2 separate regions of the Mus musculus genome follow, and region 1 is linked to region 2. Evidence: chromatin contacts called from public HiChIP or PLAC-seq data. All regions are on one chromosome and are shown on one strand. The core of a region is the stretch at or near the end of the contact, and the rest is flanking DNA. Distances in the headings are between cores, read along the strand shown. Region 1 has its middle 56 kb from the start of 1700006J14Rik. Region 2 has its middle 24 kb from the start of Gm34952.

Region 1 (2,719 bases), core at 125-2,624, 240 kb before region 2:
TTACCGAAGTGAAAGTCGGGTGCACATGACAACCCAGGACTCTATTTCTCTGAGTGTAATATATTTCTGATTCTTTCAATGAGTACGTTGTAAGAAAATACCCAGCGTGATGTTTGTGCTGCCCAGGGCTCCTCAGAATTTGAAATCTCCCAGTGTGCATATTGAGTTTCCTCTTTTCTGTCAACAAGGGGGATAGTTCTTCGAGTCAGCTCTCCCACAGTCTCTACCAGTAAATATTTCCAGTGGTGAATGGTTCCAGCAGTGTTTTAGGGTTTTACTGCTGTGAACAGACACCATGTCCAAGGCAACTCTTATAAGGAGAGCATTTAATTGGGGCTGGCTTACAGGTTCAGAGGTTCCGTTCATTATCATCAAGGCATGGCATGGCAGCATCCAGGCAGGCATGGTGCAGGAGGAGCTGAGAGTTCAACATCTTGTTCTGAAGTCAAACAGGAGAAGATGGGCTTCCAGGCAGCTAGGATGAGGGTCCAAATTATTTATTTATTTATGTGAGTACACTGTTGCTGTCATCAGACACACCAGAAGAGGGTATCTCATCTCATTACAGATAGTTGTGAGTCACCACGTGGTTACTGGATATTGAACTCAGGACCTCTGGAAGAGCAGTTGGTGCTCTTAACTGCTGAGCCATCTCTCCAGCCCTAGGATGAGGGTCTTAAAGCCCACACTCACAGTGACACACTTCCTTCAAAAAGGTCTCACCCACGCCAACAAGGCCACACCTCCAAATAGTGCCACACACTCCCTGGGCCAAGCATATTCAAACCACCACAAGCATGGCCCATCATTTCTTGTATTTTGCCACAGTGATTTTTTTTCTTACCGTCCAATCCTATCTGTTTAGAATAGTTCTTATACAATCTGTGAAACATCTGGTTGTCACTCTTCCTGGATTTATCTTGCAGCCAAGCGGTTGGACCATCTGCAAGTCTTACCTTCTTTTAAATCACTTAAAATCTTTCTGATGTCTACCAGTTTTCACGCACAACTCACAGTATATTAGCTGCTGCTCTCTTGTGGCTCTCTGTGTGTGATAAGAAGAGCGCTCTAATAGTTCCCTGTCTTGGAGTTTTTTGCTGACCTTTACTTCTTACTCAGAGATAGATGTTCGCTTCCCAAGTTTTTTTTTTTTTTTTTTTGGTCATCCTCCCCATTCAGTATCATGTCTTCTTCTGCAATGGTTTTGTTTTATTTTTTGCTTTTATTCGTGAGGCAGGGCCTTACTATGCACATTAGACTGGCCTGGAACTCACAGACACCCTCTGCCTTTTCTCTGTTGGGATTAAAGTGTGTACCACAATGCTCCCTTTAGCTTTAAATTTTTTTTTTAGGAGCAGTGTATCTCAGGGTTATGTGTTAGTGACTCACAGACAGGCTGCATTCTTTGCTGGGTTTGCAAAGTATAATTGCAGAATGGGTGAGGGTAATTCATTTGACATATGTAATAATGGTTTAAATTTGCACTGTTTGAAGTCTTTAGTGAATGCAAACAGCTGCTCAATGTGTGTGTGTGTGTGTGTGTGTGTGTGTGTGTGTGTGTAAATGATCATGTTTTGTGTGAAAATGACTTAGGCAAATAAATTTTTCTTTAAAAGTTACAGAATGCTCATTCTTCAATGGGCTTCTGTTGTCTGAAACTTACAACTTGAAACCTATGATGTCAGTCAAAGGCATTAAAGAAGTAATTTTCCAGCAACAAGGTATGAGTGATAAGGTGTCCTTTTCTTTAAGACTCATCTGCATCCCAGAGGTAGAACTCTCCCAAACTAGGGCTTTCTGGGAGTGAGTCAGAGTCGGTCTGCCTCTTCCTTCTGTGCTCATGATTCAGAGCCTCGTGAGTCAGTGGCCACCTCGTAATGAGGACACTCAAGGTCACCTTGGGGACAGTGTTCCGAGTCTGACTTGAATTTGGAGGAACTGACTTGTTCAGTGTCAGAGGGGGCCATGCCTCCCAGCTCTGGTACCCCGCCTGAAGCTCATCAGCCCTCCCATGCATGCCCTTTCCTTTGCATAACAGGTTTCTAGGCACTTTCATCCATCAATGTTAAAAGTGTCTTTCCTGATGGATTACTCATTTATACATTTGAATTAAGATTTTTTTTCATTACCCAGTTCTATCACAGCTGGCATAATGAGCAATGTCAAGTTCTAAAACTATATTGTGACAACACTTTAACTTGTTATGCTTTGCCTGTGGATGTAATTAAGGCAGCGTGTTTGGTATCAGTTTATTCTTAAAAAGCAAAGTAGAAGCAGATGAGATGTATTTATAGACTCATCAAACAATGAATGGATGAAAGCAGAAAAGCAATGAATGGGGAGATGTCAGCCAGGATGGAGGAGGGACCCACTGCCAATCTCATTTCCAGACCAACTATTTGGAATTTATTCCAAAGACAGCTGTCCCTTGATTTACAGTAGGGAGAAAATGACATTTGTAAGACTATCGTACCATACTTCAATAAACTTCTACAGTTGGGGTGGGGGCTAGCTTCAGTTTCTGTGGTCAGAACCCCACCTGGAGGAAGCCAGGAAAAAAAAAATCTGGGGAACGAAGGAAAATCCTTAGGAAACACAGGAGGGTTGCAATGTGGTTCTAGCCCCCGAGAGCTATTCTGATTTGTAGCCAAAGCTACATGAGGGTGGGGGAGGGGAGTGGGTCATGGTGCAGAAAATGGACGGGAGAAGAGGATAGTGC
Region 2 (2,700 bases), core at 143-2,642:
GTTGCTGCTAAAAATTAAATTTTCCTAAAAATGTAAACTTATAACTTCTGTTCATACTTTAAATGAGATATAATTCTAATAACTTATTTTGCTGTTTTATTTTGGTTTTTTGTTTGTTTTTTTGTTTTGTTTTGGGTTTTCTGTTTGTTTGTTTGTTTGTTTGTTTGTTTGTTTGTTTGTTTTAGACAGGGTCTCTCTAGTTTTGTTCTGGAACTCAATATGTAACCCAAACTAGCCTTAAACTCATGATCTGCCTGACTCTGGCTCCTAGTGGCTGGGATGAAAGGCACATAGCACCATGTCCAGCTGGGATGATCCTAAGTTAGTCTTTTCTCTTTTGCTGCAACAACAACAACACAACAAAATACCCCAGGCTGGGTATTTTATAGAGAAATAAGGGTTATTTGACTAAAAGTTATGAAAACTGAAATCCCAAGATCAGGCAACTTCTTTGGTTTGGGCTCTGAGGAGCCTTAAGCTCGTCACCTCATGGACGGCTGAAAGGAAACGCACGTGGGAGAGGGAGCAGTTATATGATGACATAGGAAGCTAGACAAGATCAGGACCACAACTCATCTCGTCAGAACTAACCAGGGTTCCACAAGAACCACCTTAACCTAGCAGGTTTTGAGACTGGTGTCCCAAAGACCTAATTACCTCCAGGTAGGGTCTGCGTACCCCCATCCACATTGGTACCGTAAGGCCCAGGCACCACTGGACGACAAATCCTGTGTAAGGCAGAGCAGTTGATGTCTTCCACCTTTGAGCAATTCCTGTCCAGTTTGCTCTCTTGCTCACAGCTCAGACTTTCATACCAGAAGATCACCAATGATTCCTCAGAGTGAGGAAACATTGTTAGGGTGGAGAAAGCTGTGAGCCTGAGTTGTTTAGTGGCAGTCTCAGGGCTTCTGTGTTCTCCCTTGTATGTATAATATGTATCTTAGTGCTGCCGACTAAGTTTAACCTATTCCTTTTAAAGGACTCGAAGTTATGCTGAGACACGCCCCCTCCCCGTAACCCCCCCTCCCCCATCTTTTCTTGGAGTGTTTTACCTACAGAAAACCACAGCCAATCAAAATGCTGAACTGTGGAGCACAGCCTTAATATTTTTAAGTGTGTGAAAAAGAATGTTTAGAGAGCCTCATGCAAAAAGCTGTTTCGCTTGAACTCAACATCTCCAAACACACAGCCACAGTTAGTTATGCACCGGGAACACACCATCACCCTCCCCGAAATCTCACACTGTAGTTGATTATAAGTATAAATCAATACATGTACCCCGCAGATCGATGGCGAAGAGCCTTAACGATTCCCGCAAAGCCGCCTTTATAGAGTGGAGGAGAATACACAGCTGACAGGGAACCGCTGGGTTATGGCGACCACCCAGGTGGTGCCAGAAGTTGGAAGTAACCCTCCTCCCCCCTGCCCTCCATCAACGCAGCTCAGAACGAATTGGCTTTTCAGGAATGCTGAGAGAAAAGGAAAAGCCGGCCAAATCTTCCCGGCAGAAGTAGTTCCGATCCGGGGATTAGAGTCTGTCAATTAGGGGTGTCCGAATGGGACGGAGGGAAGAAAGAAGGAAGTGCTGCTTAAGTGTCAGGGGAGACTCTTATTTATTTTTATTTTGATTTGATTTTATTTTATTTTTAGGAGGGGGAGCAAGCGCTGGGAACGATTTTTCTTATTCTGCTTGGAAAGGAGTCAGTCCTGATCCAGATTTCCTTCCGGAAGAAACGAATCAAGGACCTTGCTGGCGGAGGGTTGGGAATGGGGGTGGGGGACAACCCTAGGTGGCCCGAGCGTGGTACGGCCTTGTCAGAGGCTATTGTACGGCTAGACCCAAGGCCGTTTCGGTACCCACGCAGCCACTTGCAGGACCGAGCGTGTCTGGATGAGCCAACTGGCCTCCCTCCGCGCCGAGCGCCCCAGCCGTCTGCTCTGCGCACGGGGTCAGGGGGCCCGCGCCGGCAGGGGCGCCTTTGAAGTCTCGGCAGCAGACTGGGTGGGAGATGGATGACCTAGGAGGGACAGGGACGAAGGGGCCCAGCCTGGTTCCCACGATCCGCGGCTCGAGGGGCCACCGCGCAATGCGGGCCGTTGCTGGGGCAGAATGAGAATGAGAGCACGTGGGTGATCTCGGAAAATGCGCGCGCGGGGATATGATCCCTAAATGTGAGCCAGGAGATTTAGCGCATGACGAACCCTAGGGAACGCACAGAAGGCGGCCACCACCGGGAGGGAGGAGGCTGTGACTCTAGGTAGCCTCGGTGAGAGTGAAGGTGGTGTACGTAAGAGGACCCGGAGTAGGATGGAGAGTGTCCTACTGGTTAGGGGGTGGGGTAGGTGTACGTCAGGAGAGGGGACCCGGCAGCGTGCGGGCTCCATGCTGCTGTGCAGATCGGTGTAGCCGTGGGTGCAAGCAGAGAAAAGGCGACCCCGACAGAGGCACGGGGCCCCTGGCCTGGACCGCTGGGCGGCGTCTGCGGAGCATCTGAGCTCAGCCTCCGGGAGCGGGGTTGGAGGGACTAGTTGCAGAGCAGCGACGCCAATGAAGTTGGTAACTTTTTCCCAAAGAGGAAAAAGAAACCGCCAAACAAGGGTCCCCTAGAAGGGTGGGAGCAGTGGCCCAGTTGCCGATAGACTCCACCCCCTCCAGACTCCGCCCCCCTCAGACTGAGGGGCGCCCGGCCTGCAGCCAAT

Evidence for each region. HiChIP or PLAC-seq counts read pairs in DNA pulled down with a chosen protein or histone mark.
Region 1: a contact with region 2 is called in an H3K4me3 HiChIP or PLAC-seq map of bone marrow-derived macrophages, with 4 times the contacts expected there. The contact joins two enhancer-like sites. A contact is called at or near these places in 1 of 15 datasets of contacts at CTCF or cohesin (embryonic stem cells), 12 of 484 Hi-C or Micro-C datasets (adipose-derived mesenchymal stem cells and embryonic stem cells), 12 of 115 datasets of contacts at active chromatin or transcription factors (bone marrow-derived macrophages, craniofacial prominence, embryonic basal ganglia and 5 more) and 2 of 9 other capture datasets (embryonic stem cells and embryonic tail).

What each region holds. Positions count from the first base shown.
Region 1 is chr10:120,307,052-120,309,770 of GRCm38.p6, forward strand. No RefSeq gene overlaps it. Among named protein-coding and RNA genes, the nearest start is that of 1700006J14Rik, 56 kb to the right of the region's middle. Within about 2 kb of position 1,375, at least 47 of the 459 cell types and tissues checked have an H3K27ac peak or open chromatin away from gene starts, as enhancers often do. A contact at or near this core is called in bone marrow-derived macrophages, where this site is marked.
Region 2 is chr10:120,550,644-120,553,343 of GRCm38.p6, forward strand. No RefSeq gene overlaps it. Among named protein-coding and RNA genes, the nearest start is that of Gm34952, 24 kb to the left of the region's middle. RefSeq lists an enhancer at 1,315-2,700. Within about 2 kb of position 1,393, at least 93 of the 459 cell types and tissues checked have an H3K27ac peak or open chromatin away from gene starts, as enhancers often do. A contact at or near this core is called in bone marrow-derived macrophages, where this site is marked.